Regions from separate parts of the Bactrocera dorsalis genome. Here region 2 is linked to region 1. Evidence: chromatin contacts called from public Hi-C data. All regions are on one chromosome and are shown on one strand. Each heading gives the region's core, a stretch centred on a gene start, on an enhancer-like site or on the middle of the called end of the contact. The rest is flanking DNA. Distances are from core to core; before and after follow the strand shown.

The links. A called contact is a pair of places that touch in the nucleus more often than the background predicts.
Region 2: a Hi-C map of whole body shows a contact between it and region 1, with 2.4 times the contacts expected there. The contact joins the promoter of LOC105226447 here to the enhancer-like site in region 1. A contact is called at or near these places in 2 of 2 Hi-C or Micro-C datasets (both in whole body).

The regions. Positions count from the first base shown.
Region 1 is chr5:5,826,050-5,832,742 of ASM2337382v1, reverse strand. The region is part of intron 1 of LOC105226437 (ATP synthase subunit b, mitochondrial); the gene reads right to left. Among protein-coding and RNA genes, the nearest start is that of LOC105226448, 25 kb to the right of the region's middle. Within about 2 kb of position 4,067, the one cell type or tissue checked has open chromatin away from gene starts, as enhancers often do.
Region 2 is chr5:5,869,557-5,875,990 of ASM2337382v1, reverse strand. LOC105226447 (protein rhomboid) reads left to right here and starts at 1,630. Exons shown (of 8, transcript XM_049458566.1): 1 at 1,630-2,271; 2 at 2,377-2,469; 3 at 2,538-2,561; 4 at 4,467-4,643. The coding sequence starts at 2,110. The region is part of intron 1 of LOC105226437 (ATP synthase subunit b, mitochondrial); the gene reads right to left.

The DNA of each region.
Region 1 (6,693 bases), core at 2,818-5,317:
TCATTGCTACAAGCTTTGCAAATTAGTATGATATATATACATATATATATAAGTATATTATATATTCATGCAAATATAACCATTATCATATATATATATGTACATATTTAACGTTGCTGTCATTTGTACAGTTGCCGTTATTTCCCCACTTGCCGCTAAATAGCGCCGTGGTGGGTTCATATTTTAGGGGCGCAGCGCTCACATAAATATTTAATCATTAGCTAAGACATTTATAATCAAATTAATTCCAAATTATGATACGCACACCTCACGACAACAACAACGACGTGAAGGTCACTGACTTTAATGATATAAAATTCGTTTGGAAAATATGTATACTACGACAAACCCTTACATATCAAGGAGTAAGAGCAAAAAATTGTATATTCACTTATGTACTTTCTACAGTATTCATAGTCCATATTATAATTAATAAGAGCGATAATCAGAGAGAAAGCATTCACTCCATTAAACCCAAGAATTTGAGTTTTGGTTATAAAATGGTTATATAAAACGGTTATATTGGTTATAAAATGGTTATGTATTGGTTATAAAACGGTTATGTATTGGTTATATATCGGTCATAAAACGGTTATATATTGGTTTTATCTCACAGCGGAAGCAGAAATTTTTATACTATATAAATGTAATATGATGTAGAAAATCGAAAACAATAAGAAAACTCAATTTCGATGTTTTTTATGATCCTTTAATTTGCATTTTAGGTGACGATTTGAATCATTTGAAAATTTTGGATGTCATTTTTAAGCTTACCCAACAATAGAAATTTCCAAACTACAATAATATATGAATAGAGGATGTGTCCAGTTCCTTGCTGTAAATCAGTACGCTTGCTTCAATTGGAGTCGACTTAAGCCCTTTTAACAGACACCACACATATATCTACATATATATAATATGTTCTGGGTATGTCCGTTCATGGGAAGTCATTAAATCGTTTGTTATGTCACACGGCAAATCACATTCAAATTGTTTGTGTATCTACATGTTAGTGGGCTGGTAATCATTTGCTATCAGTGCTGATGATGACATTGTTGACAGTCAGCGATGACACCGTCGGTTTCTTTTACAGCATTTTCCCTATTGGCTGACATTTTGGTTATTTTATTGGCGCGTGTTTGTTGGCAATTTTCTTGGCACGCAACTCAACCTCCCGACAACTGCCTCCGACCTGGCAACCAACTATCGATTTGGTGTAAATTTCGTACAAATTCGCATGTTCGACTAAAGCTGAGAGCTTCCCTATATATTCAGCAAGTCTACGTGCTTTCCTGTGTGTGCGGTTACAGGCAAACTTCCTGCTTTACATTCATTAAATTGTAACGAGATATAGGATATGGTAGTCTAAGGAAATTAGGTAGACCCAAAAGCATGCTGATATGCGTACTTGTCTTTCGGCATTAATACTCTCCTAGAAATTATTAAAGCTTGAAACTTGAGAAAGCTCTTAGTAATTCAACAAGGAATGCTTTTCAATGGAGGCAATAATAGTTAAAGAAATAATTTTTTATTACTTATATCACATTCTTCAATAGAAATCATGCACTATAATGATGTTTTGCGTAGTTTCGGTATCAAGCGATGCTCTGATCTATTTTTTATCCACTGCAATAGTTTGGTACTTCTGCTGGGCCATTAGATTTCATCTAGAATACTTCGGGAAATGAAGAATAATTTATTTTTATGAGGAATGCTACCTTAATTATGTCTTGGGTTTTCTGCCTTTTGTATATATCTTAACCGCATCCAAGCAGACCAAACCCAAACTCTTTAATAAAAAGGGGCGACCAGAATACGAGAGTTCTCTAACGAAAGTGCGTTCTCCCTTCAAGTTTAAGACTTCGATATTCCTCGATACAATAGCTATTGATAAGAAATCAATATTTCACTTTAAAATTTGATGTTGAAATTTATTATTGACGTTATTTCCTTTTATTTCGTTGATTTTACGACTGAAGCCGCTAAGCGCTCACGGCTAGAGGTGTATATTCGGCTGCTGTTGACAGGTGAATGAGAAGTTTGAGTTTTATGAGTTGCGAACACAATTTGATTACGATTAATTGACACACGCCAACGGAACATTATGCTTAGTTGTATACTTTATTGATTTGAAAGCGCGGAGACGTCAAATGAACGCAAAGAGGAGCGGAAGAAGGTTACAACATTTTGTTTTTGATTACGACACGCCAGCGAATGAGTGAATCAGTAAGGTTCGTTTGCATTTCTAAAAAGTGATTTAACGCAGTTGTGGCGGTTATAAGAGAGGCAGAGTTGCACGTGGTAAGCTTCGTGATAAAATGTCAAGTAGTGAAAGAGATAGAGCTTGGGAGTTGATGATCCTTAAGTAAATCAGTTGAGTTGTACTATTGGAATCGTTAAGCCTTTGGTGCCATATTTGTATAGCCTTGATGGGGTGCATATTATATGTTTTGACTTTTGCCTTAGCTCAACCTCCTATTGGGATTGTTCGTGATTAATTTGTTTGCAATATTCTAAAGGAACTTCAATCGTCTCATGTTAAGGTAATTTTGCTTTGTAATAACTCGAGACCTTCGAGCAACAGGCGAGAGTCAAGTAGTCAATCCTGTTCACTTCTTCTTCACGACGATAGCGCTCCAGACGTTATTCTTTTACGCTGTTTAGCGCCAATTGGAGATTCCAAGTGTAGCCAGGTCCTAGGCTTTCCAACTGTCCTCGTTCACAACATTGATATCATATCATCGACGTGTGCCACCAGCTCTACACTTTTATAGAAGATGATCCCTTCTCTCTTTAGTTCTGCAACTCGGATTATTTTTCTCTAGCAGTAGATTGAAGAATTCGAATGATAAGGAGTCGCCTTGCCTGAAACCTCGGTTGGTATCGAACGGCTCAGAGAGGTTCTTCTCGATTCGATGGATCTTTTGATATTTTGGCATTGCTCAACGTCAGTTTACACAGCCGTGTTAGTGTTGCGCGGATACCATACCGGCATAAAGGTCTTTTTCGTGCTGTCAAATCGACGGAGGGGTGGTGTGTGTCGATCCTCTTTTCATGAGATGCAATCAGTTTCTTGAGATGGGCTTTAAATACTTTTCACTACTGAGATAATATTCATTAATTTACTTCGAAGCTCTATGACGCTTTAATATTCTACATGAAACCAAAGGATTAGAAATTGCTCATCTTTTGTGGCAACTGTTGCAAGCGCCAACACTAGTTCCGTTACTCGGTTGCCGTGGCTAAACACAATTTGCAACTTGCAAACCAATTTGTTAATTACATTACCAGTATATTTATTGTCTGCTCATATGCGTTGCTGCTGCTGTTGTTGTAGTTTTTGTTTGTTCTTGCCACAGTGGGGAAATGGTGTCGGCTTGCTTAACCCTGCTGAACTGACTTTGTCTGCCGAGATATTTGCTCACATTGCCATGATACACAGGCGAGAGTGCAAGCGCATATACAAACATACGTACTGATGCATTCTCGTATGAATGTGTGTGTGTGCGTGTGAGTGTGTGCGTTTCTGCAGCACAGTTATCAATTATCGCTCTAAGTGACTTCTTGGGTAGCCACGGCTGGGCTGGTGTTGGTCTAACTAACTCCGCTTCTGCTGGCTCTGCTGCTTTTCAACACCATATCGCCCAAGTTGTTGCTGTTAATTAGTTTAAAACAGACAATATCTCCGGGTGAAAAAAGGATAACAAAGGAATTTGTCTGAATGAAGCCTCGAAGGCGCTGCATTGGTGGCCAAAACCGACTGTGTGCTGATATCCGGGTTGCTCAATGTTTGTTGTTATTGTTTTTGTTGTTGACTAACATTACGGGTGTTCCACAGCGCCGACTGCACACATGCATACACACTCTTACATACATACGTGCAAGCATATTTTGGCCCATTGGTCTATAGTGTTTTGTCGTTTACCGACTGAGTTCGTAGCTATGATGTGCATATGTGTGTGTATGTGAGTGTGACTTCTGCCTGCCGGCTTTGGAATTCGTTTGAGCGCCCGTTCGAGGCAACTCGCTGTGTTGCATGTAGGCTTACTCATATATGGCCATGTATGTGGTGGTAAATATGTGCTTGTATGTGTGTGGTTGGCTTGCGACTCTGCCATGTCCTCTGTCCATTGATTCCGGTTTGCGTCTCGTTCTTTTAAATGCATTCGTTTTGGGTCAGTTTCTTTGCTTTTTAACGAGTTCATTCAAATGCGTTTTTTGTTGTTGCACATATCGTGTGTGTGTGTGTGCATGCAGTTGTTGTGGCAACATGCTGACACCACCCGCGGGGTTGTTTTCTTTCTCGCTTCTCCCATATTGTTGCGGGCACAAAGTGTGCGGCTGTGTGAGTGGCAAATGGGTAAATGACAATCGAATGCCTTACAACATTAAGTTATCAAAAGGCGACTTGCCGCCGATAAATGAAAGGTCAAAATATATAAAAAACATACAAAAATCACATTCATATACACACACATGCACTCAAAAGCGGCTCCCACTGTCTTGTTTGTGTTTCAACATATTTCTCAGTGGCAATGCGGAATTCTTCGCTTTGCGTGGTAAATATATTTACAAATCTTAATTATCTTCGCTTGGCGCACTTTTAGCATGGAATCGTAAAAGAGAGATGTTAGTTAAAACGCTCGGATATTTTCGCACATTCCATTGATCCATTTATCTGCTTGCGGGTCCGTCGTGCGGCGCTCGTGTAATGTGTCACATTCTTCGGCTATTAAATGTGTGCGCTTAGATTAGAGAGGAGCAGCACTTTAATTGGTTTTTGGGTGGTCAATCATTTATCTATGTGTGTGTGTGTGTATACGAGGCTGAACTAATTTGTAGTTGCACGAAGGTAAATTGCCGTGTAAGCGAAATGACTCAGACACATTTAAGTGCTATGCAGATTACTTGTGCTCGGAAATATGTGCGTCTCAAAATTTATTTTGTTTCAAAAGAAAAAATTTTTATGACACTGATAGTTAACGACTGGGGGAATACATTCATAGAACGCTCGGATTTTTCGTGCGCGTGTAGTTGGGTTTTCAGTAGGAGTCTATTGGTAAATTTTTGGTTATTATTGTCTTGGGTTTGCTATGAAGATATTTTTTGTCGAAATGCGGGATTTCAAATCTGTCAGCTGGGTTTGTCCGGAAAGTAATAGGACTTAGTCGATTTAAAAAAATTTATTGAACCAATCGTTACAATTCTTTAAAAACTTTCAAAATAGGCTCCTTCTGCGTCGATGAAGCGCTGTCAGCGCGATTTCCAAGCATTGAAGGCGTCACGGAAGACATTCTACAGAATATCCTTGAGAGCCTAGGTGAAAGCTGCTTGTATCCAACTTCGTTTGAGTCTCTTGAGGACATCCACGTAAAACTTGGCGTTGACGGTTTGTTCAGGAGGAACAAATTCGTAGTGGATGATGCCTTTGATGTCAAAAAAGACAATGAGCATTGTTTTTACTTTGGATTTGCTCATTCTTCCCTTTTTTAGGGAGAAGACCTCCAAAAAGGCCTGATACCACCGAAACACGCCACTTCTTGCTAAGGAAACATCTGGGTTAGCCTGCTTGTTCATATCAAACGTCTCTGTCGCAGTTATAGCGAGTTTCACACAGAATTTAATGGCGTGCCTCTGCTCTAACGAACGCTGCATTTTCGGCTTGCACCACTCACAGAAACACGTCGCGCAAAAATGTTTGTCCTGACTCTCCAGGTGTTCGGAGACTACTGGCCAGCCGCTCGTTCGTTAGCTAGGAACGTCGTCTACCATATTCAGTCGGTGCACGCTCCGAAGTACAGTAGCGGCAGAAGAAAATCAGTCCTATTACTTTTCAAACAAACCCTGTAAATACATATATATTTTATAAGATCTCCTACGTTTCCTTCTAGGTGTAACAAGCTTTATGTGCAATATCCAGTCATCCAAGTGCATCCTTGGACGAGTTTCTTTATCGATGATTCAGTCTAACCCTTTGTTCATTTACAAAAATGTGATTTTCTTTTGAGAACTCGAAAAAAGCTTGATTTGCAAGTGATTATCCACAGTTTATATTTTATAAAAAAGTATGTAGGATCTTTGTGGTTTGAGAATCTCAAATCCTTTTGTACGATCGAAGTTCAGTTTATCTAGACATGGCTCCGATTGTAGTAGTATTATAGAATCTCAAGAAAGTCAGCAAATATTTCAAATCTCCACAGAAACCAAACGACAAGGAAATTATGCGATTAAAAAATAAAAGAAATGCACCATATTGCGTATTTGTGGCTCAAAATCTGTTATAATCAGTCCGTTCGAGGACAGGCAAAAAAAATTTTTTTTTGATAATATGTGGAAAATATCGGTTCAATGAATTCTAAGGATTTCAAAGAGAGGTTTAAATAAGAGTTTACAATCGCCGACTGTAACAAAGTGACAACTCCGAACACACAAAAACAAGAACACGTGATAAACGAAAACCCAAACAAAATGATTCGAAAATCCCTATAGTACGAGTATATCTTTACATAAGTCTGTATGTAACGGGTGATTTTTTGAGGTTAGGATTTTCATGCATTAGTATTTGACAGATCACGTGGGATTTTCAGACATGGTGTCAAAGAGAAAGATGCTCAGTATGCTTTGACATTTCATCATGAATAGACTTACTAACGAGCAACGCTTGCAAATCATTGAATTTTATTACCAAAATCA
Region 2 (6,434 bases), core at 381-2,880, 46 kb before region 1:
TTAGATTTATGAGCATATAAGAAAGCGATATTAGGACATTCGTTTTAAAGACAACAAACATACCGCAAATTGAATAAAATTGCGTTGGAAGCTTTGTTGTATCGAAGTTTGATTGTACTTATATCGGGTTTTTCAATAGGGATGATATGATTTCTAAGTGTAGTTTCGGACATTTTTAACATCGCATGATATGAAATTTTTACAATTTCATCATGGAAAGGTATACGCAAGAACAACGTTAACAAATTATTAATTTTTACTATCAAAATAATAATGAATAGTTAAGAAATGAAGCTTACCAAACTGTCCATTCTGGTGCGAAGAAAATCCACATCAAATCATGAACAACCATTACATTCATCCAAATTGACAGTTTGGTGCGGTTTTTGGTCCGGTGAAAGCATCGTTCCGTACTTCTTTCGAATTGAAGCTGGTAACACCGTTACTGTCAATGGGGAACGGTAAAGATCAATGATAACCAACTTTGTATGGCCGTAATTGGAAGAAGTTGATCTTGACAAAATCTGGTCCCAACAAGACGGGGCTACGTGCCACACAGCACATGAAACAACTGAATTATGGCGAGAAAAGTTTGGAGATTCAATTATTGGAAGAAATTGTTACATTGAATGGACTCCAAGAAGTTGAGATTTAACACCATTAGACTACTTCTTGTGGGGTTATTTGAAGTAATTGGTCTTTAGCAATAAACCAGACTATCTTCAAGCTTTAGAAGTCAAGATTGAATGTGCTATTTTTGACATACGACTTGATTAAGGGGAAAGAGTATTTGAAAATTAGATTCATCGTCTTGATTTAGCGGAAAGAGTACTTAAAAATTAGATTCGTCGAATTCGTTCCTGCAAAAGAAGTCGTGAAGGCTATTTGAATGATGTTATATTCGGAACTTAATTTTATCGACATTTCAATGTCCCTAACAATTAGTGCGTGTTTTTTTTAATCATATCACTCTTATTGGAAAACCCTGTACATGAACATACAACAATATACCTATAAAACATATTAAAAGAAGTAAGTCTTTATGTACACTCATGGGACGTGTATTAAAAATAAAACGACGAAATGTAGATCATTCACTTCCGTGGAAAAACGTGTTTTCGTGCCTTTGGCGTGTTCAAACCCGTCCATTATGGATTTACAAAGTTGCTTTATCGCCAAAGGGCGAGCAAAAATGATGATGTAAACAAGAAAGGGGGTAGGATATGAGTATGAGCACGAGGCCGTAGTAATTGGCGTTGTAGTGGAGGTAAATTAGTTTGTTTGCGAGCAAATTAAAGCTAATAATCATTTTTACAAATATCGAAAATAATGGAATTTCAATATAGAAGGGTAATTGTTAAAAGGGGAAACACACACCTTGAGGTGGATAAATTGCATTGGAGGGTGCACGCGATTATTCATATGTATGTATGTATGTATGAGCGCGTGTAAATTGCTTTTGAAATAAGCGGAAGTAATAAAATTATTTCCCGGGTATGAAATAGACTCTGGCATTGAAGGCCGGAAGTAGTCTACGATTAAACGGGATTTTCGCTTTGGCCCACAAATGTTTACGCAGAAGCCACGGTGAGAGCTTCAACGTGTAATTCGATGAAATGAGGGCGGAAATTAAAATTGCGAGTAAAAACAACTGTAAATAAATAACAGTACAAGAAAGAAATTATAGAGTACAATCTCATTGAGCGTGATTCGAACCTGCGACCATTGATACCACAGACCACAATTCTACGCATCACACCACGTCCATTTAAAAATTGAAATGCTAATTCTTAGCACATGTATATGATCATTAACATTGGTATTCGTTGCATACTTTAAGGCGCCACGAACAAAATGCATTTCTACACTGTAAAAATTTGTGTGTACGAAACACTAAATAGACACTAAAAATTAAAATGTGTAAATCATTTTAATAGCACAAGAACTGTAAAAATATAAATCATATGTTGCACGAAGGTACCTTAGCAAGGCTTTTACGCTGTAGATAGCATTTTATGCTGGTCTGTGGGTTGCTCGTAGTGGTGTATTTTCGGTGCAAGGTTTACATACAATCGCATCCCTGCAAGCGTAGTGAAGTGTAGTAGCGGCATGTGGAGCGGTTTCGATCGTTGCAGTTCCCGTGGCGTCGATATTCAGAGCACCAACAATGCTGGGAGTAGCCAACAGGAGACTCTGGCCGAAATTGAACACATATCAACGATAGCCGGCTCGCTGGTATCAATTGCTTCCATATCACATACACACACACAAGTACGTTATGTGAGTATGACAATGACTTTTGTAGAGAGAATCGATTGAATAGCTAGTTCAATGGCATTTTTTAATATTATTGCTATTTTTCTTTATCCATTGCAGCAATGTACAAACGATGCCGGTTATGAGACTGAACACACCTCGCTCAATTCGGACTTTGATGAAGCGGAACTGCGTCGCGAATTGCTGCGTGATGTAAGTCAATATATTTTATTAACGCTTTAATAATCACTTATTAATCCTCTTCTAAATCTTCTTTACAGAAATGGAAATTGTTGTTCGATATGGTAAGGCACCTCATAATATTTGTATGCTACATTTTATTGTTTTATATGGCCATAAATATCATGTATAATATTTAAAAGAACGTTACGGGTATTTTGCTTTCTTCACAATTTCTTTTTGAGAGTAATCCAATTTTATGCATTGGAATGTTTTGCTTTAGCGGTGTGTTGGTTACCATGCGTTTAATTCAAAGATGGGTACTAGATTGCAGGTTCGAATCCCAAGTGGGTGAACCAATTTATTTATTTTTTCTATTTTGTTATTTTTGTCGTTTAAAAACTATTATTTTATGAATTAATGGTTTCAGTGGAATCCCGACAGCTCACTGAAAGCCTTTTACTTTTTATGCTCCCGAAACACGTTGCTAAAGAGTGTACTCGTTTTGTTCACCTAACGGTTGTATGAATTGTGGAAGCTCTAACTTGAGAGAAAATTGAGATATCTTAATGAAACCTGGTATATATGTTACTTGGTAAAAAGGTAAGGGCGAGTACGTAAATTAGCGTAATCGGACCACTTTCATGCCTACAAAACGCCATTAAACGAAAACCTATAGAGTGCCATAATTAAGCAGTAAATAAAGATATAGAACTGTAATGGCACAGAGACACAGGAGATCGCAGTAGCAATAGACATCTGCGGGTTAAAAATTTTGAAAAAGTGGGAGTGGCTCCGCTCTCTAAAAGATTTAATATACATATCTCTCAAACCGTTCAAGCTAAAATAACCAAATTCGCTCAGGATAAATCTTGTAAACATTCCTATCGACAGTGTGAAAGTTAAATATATCATAAAACCGCCCACTCTCCATATAACGATACTGTTAAAAAGAGGCATTAAATTTTACCACCGATATGGTATTAAAAGGCTTTATAAGAGTCGAGACCAAAATTGGAAAATGGTCGTGACATCGCCTTCTCTTAGGAAAGCACATGTCTCGGGTTCTGCTCGACCGATTTCAACTAAATTCGACACATGACATTATTTTAACATATTTTAAAGAAGTGCGAAAATTAACGAAATCGGAGTAAAACCACGCCTCCTTTCCATATAACACATATTTAAATTCGGTTTGATTCTTTCACTTTCCATTGTACAAATCAAGAAGCAATTATTGTAACGATACCTTTGGCAAATAGTGCTTTTGAGGTCTGCTATTTTACGACTAAAAATTTCCCAAATCGAACTATAAACGAATCACACCACGTCCCTAGGTACCGAATATTGGGACCCCAGCATCTACAGTTCTAGTTCGGTCACTTGGTTGAATCATGTCAGTACTTTCTTATAAGGAAAGAAATCACCTTCGTGTGATTTTATATCGTATGTATCGGCCAATATGAGTCATATATGTATGCATATATAAAATTGATTGGATTCCGTTCCTCTGGTTGTCGTTTTGTACCTTGAGGTATTTGCCTGGCATTAGTCCTGGGAAGAGTATGAAATGTTCGATTACACCCGAACATAGCCCTTCCACACTTGTATTTGATCACTGGAATCATAACACTGTACTTGTACTACACTCGGCTGGGTATTGGATTCAACCAGTTTTGTTCAAAATGTTAAGTCATAAGTAGTAATGTAATTTCTCCGTTTTTCTCAGTTAGTCTCCAAAATCGAAATGTTTGCCTTCGAAGTTCGAAATCATGCTTATTGAAACCATCAGTATTAACTGTACTCATTTTTGAAAATTCCTCGTCAAATAATGTGTACTTGCAAATTAACTGAAGTAGTTCTGGATTAATTTTATGCTCACTCTATAATGGTAACTGGCATATATTATAATGGTAGTACTTGTATAATTGTTATTATTAATTATTATATATATCCTGCTAATTTAATTTTTAAATTAGAGAACATACTTTTTGACTGCGTATTTTTCCATATTTTCGTCTTAAAAACAGTTCGATCCCGAGGGTTTTGGTGAGATACCAGTTGATGACTTTGTAAAGGCATTAAAATCTCCCGAATTTTTATCACAAGTGCCTATGAATAAACGTGAATTGCTTCATGAACGTGCGAAAAAGGCGCAACCGCCGATCGGACCCGGATATGTTACCTTCCAGGATTTTGTAAATGTGGTAAGTGATCTTAATTCTTGAACGTAAAGCTTACTGCTACTTAACTAAGGCGGTGATTCAAAAATTTGCTTATATTTTCTCACTATAATTATGAGTGACTAAATTTTTCAAAAACGAGTTAAGTAGTCACTTAAGGCAAATTACTTAACAAGAAATATTTACTACGAAAACTTAAAAAGGAGAAGTTTATGATCCTGAGAAAAATTCAAAAGATTGGCGTGTCTTCACGTGAACTATAAGCAGAGCCGTAGAGAGAAATCCAGGGTCCGAGGATAATTGTAGTGAACTGTTGGAGAAATAAATCTACAAAACATTCTTGCAGAGCATGGGTTCTTCTTGAGAACTCCGGATAGAGAGGATTTGTACCCAATATGTGCCATGCTACTGCTTATAAATAACTTTTTCATGTTAGTGAGATCGAGAACAAGTGTACTACCAGTAGATGAATTAAGCCTAGGTCTGTGTCTTAACTCCAGCAGTGTCTTGAGCGCATCTAAGCTGTCGTACTTTTCAAATATATAACCTTTTCTAAAAGGAAGTCCGATCGTTTGATTTCTCCATTTTTGTAGCTTTTACATTTTAGAGTCATGAGAAGAAAAGACACACGCACACATTCTGACTTGGCTCTGTAAATGCTGCTATGGCTTTTGTTTTGAGTCCAAGGCTCCCTTCCTCACACACACATGTAAACATGCACACATTGAGACTTGATAATTTGGTTTTTGTGCAGTTTTGGCAAATATCCTTTGCCTAATTTGCACTTTGCATATTTGCGTCCTTTTTGTTTGTGTTCAATTCGGCCATTGGCCTGCCTGCCTGCCTTCTTAACGGAACCTGGTATGTAGGTCTGTCTGTGCACATAAGTGCACATGAAGAGCTGCTTACACTCAAAAGAGAATCTCCGACAATTGCCATTCCATTAAGAGCCACATCTTGCTTGTTTGCACACACACACACATACATACATACATATTTGCATTGGCTACTCCTTTATTGCAGTGGCTTTGGAATGGTTCTCAAGTAGCAACTGTTGTTGCTAACAACGCTGCCACACAGGTGCCTGGGAGCGTGTGTGCATGTGTGTTCATATTGATATTTACATGCATTGCTGTTATTGTTGTTATTGTCATTAGAATTGTTCAGATTGCGGGCGTTGATGTTTACCTCTTTCTGCTTCAAGAAATTCAATTCAATTCGATTTGATGCGTTCAACTGCCGTTATATTTGTACTACCCAATCCTATATGTATGCATGTGTGTGCGTATGTGTGTGTGTTTCCTCAACAAATATGCGCTCGAATGTTTGTTGCTGTTGTTGTTGTTAGTAAATGTTGTTATTGACAAGTGGAATGCATTTTATGTTTTTTGATTGATATTTCGTTTGAGTTGTTGTTATCCCTTGTATACATTTATTAATTTGTTGACAAACGGTAAATATTGGAAAAAGAAAATTCCCACAAATTGTTTTCGGATAGGTATGGGACACTCTTTATGCACATTTTCTATGCATTTATTTTTGGCCATTCAAGGCTAGTATATTGTAAAAAAAGAGCAAAGGTTTGTGTTTGCTTGTGAAAGCAGTTAATTACTGTGGTAAAATTGTTAAGCACCTCATTATATCCCTGAGATCGTCTTAACATGTCTTCTGAAGAAAAGTTTTCAATCTTATGTTTATTTTTTACTTAAAGACTTCTTTACGACAGATTATCAAATTTTTTAGGCTTGCAACTAGTCAGTTCTACAATCGGACAACATCAGCTAGCCAGCGTAGCCGCTGTCTTTTAATAGGCAG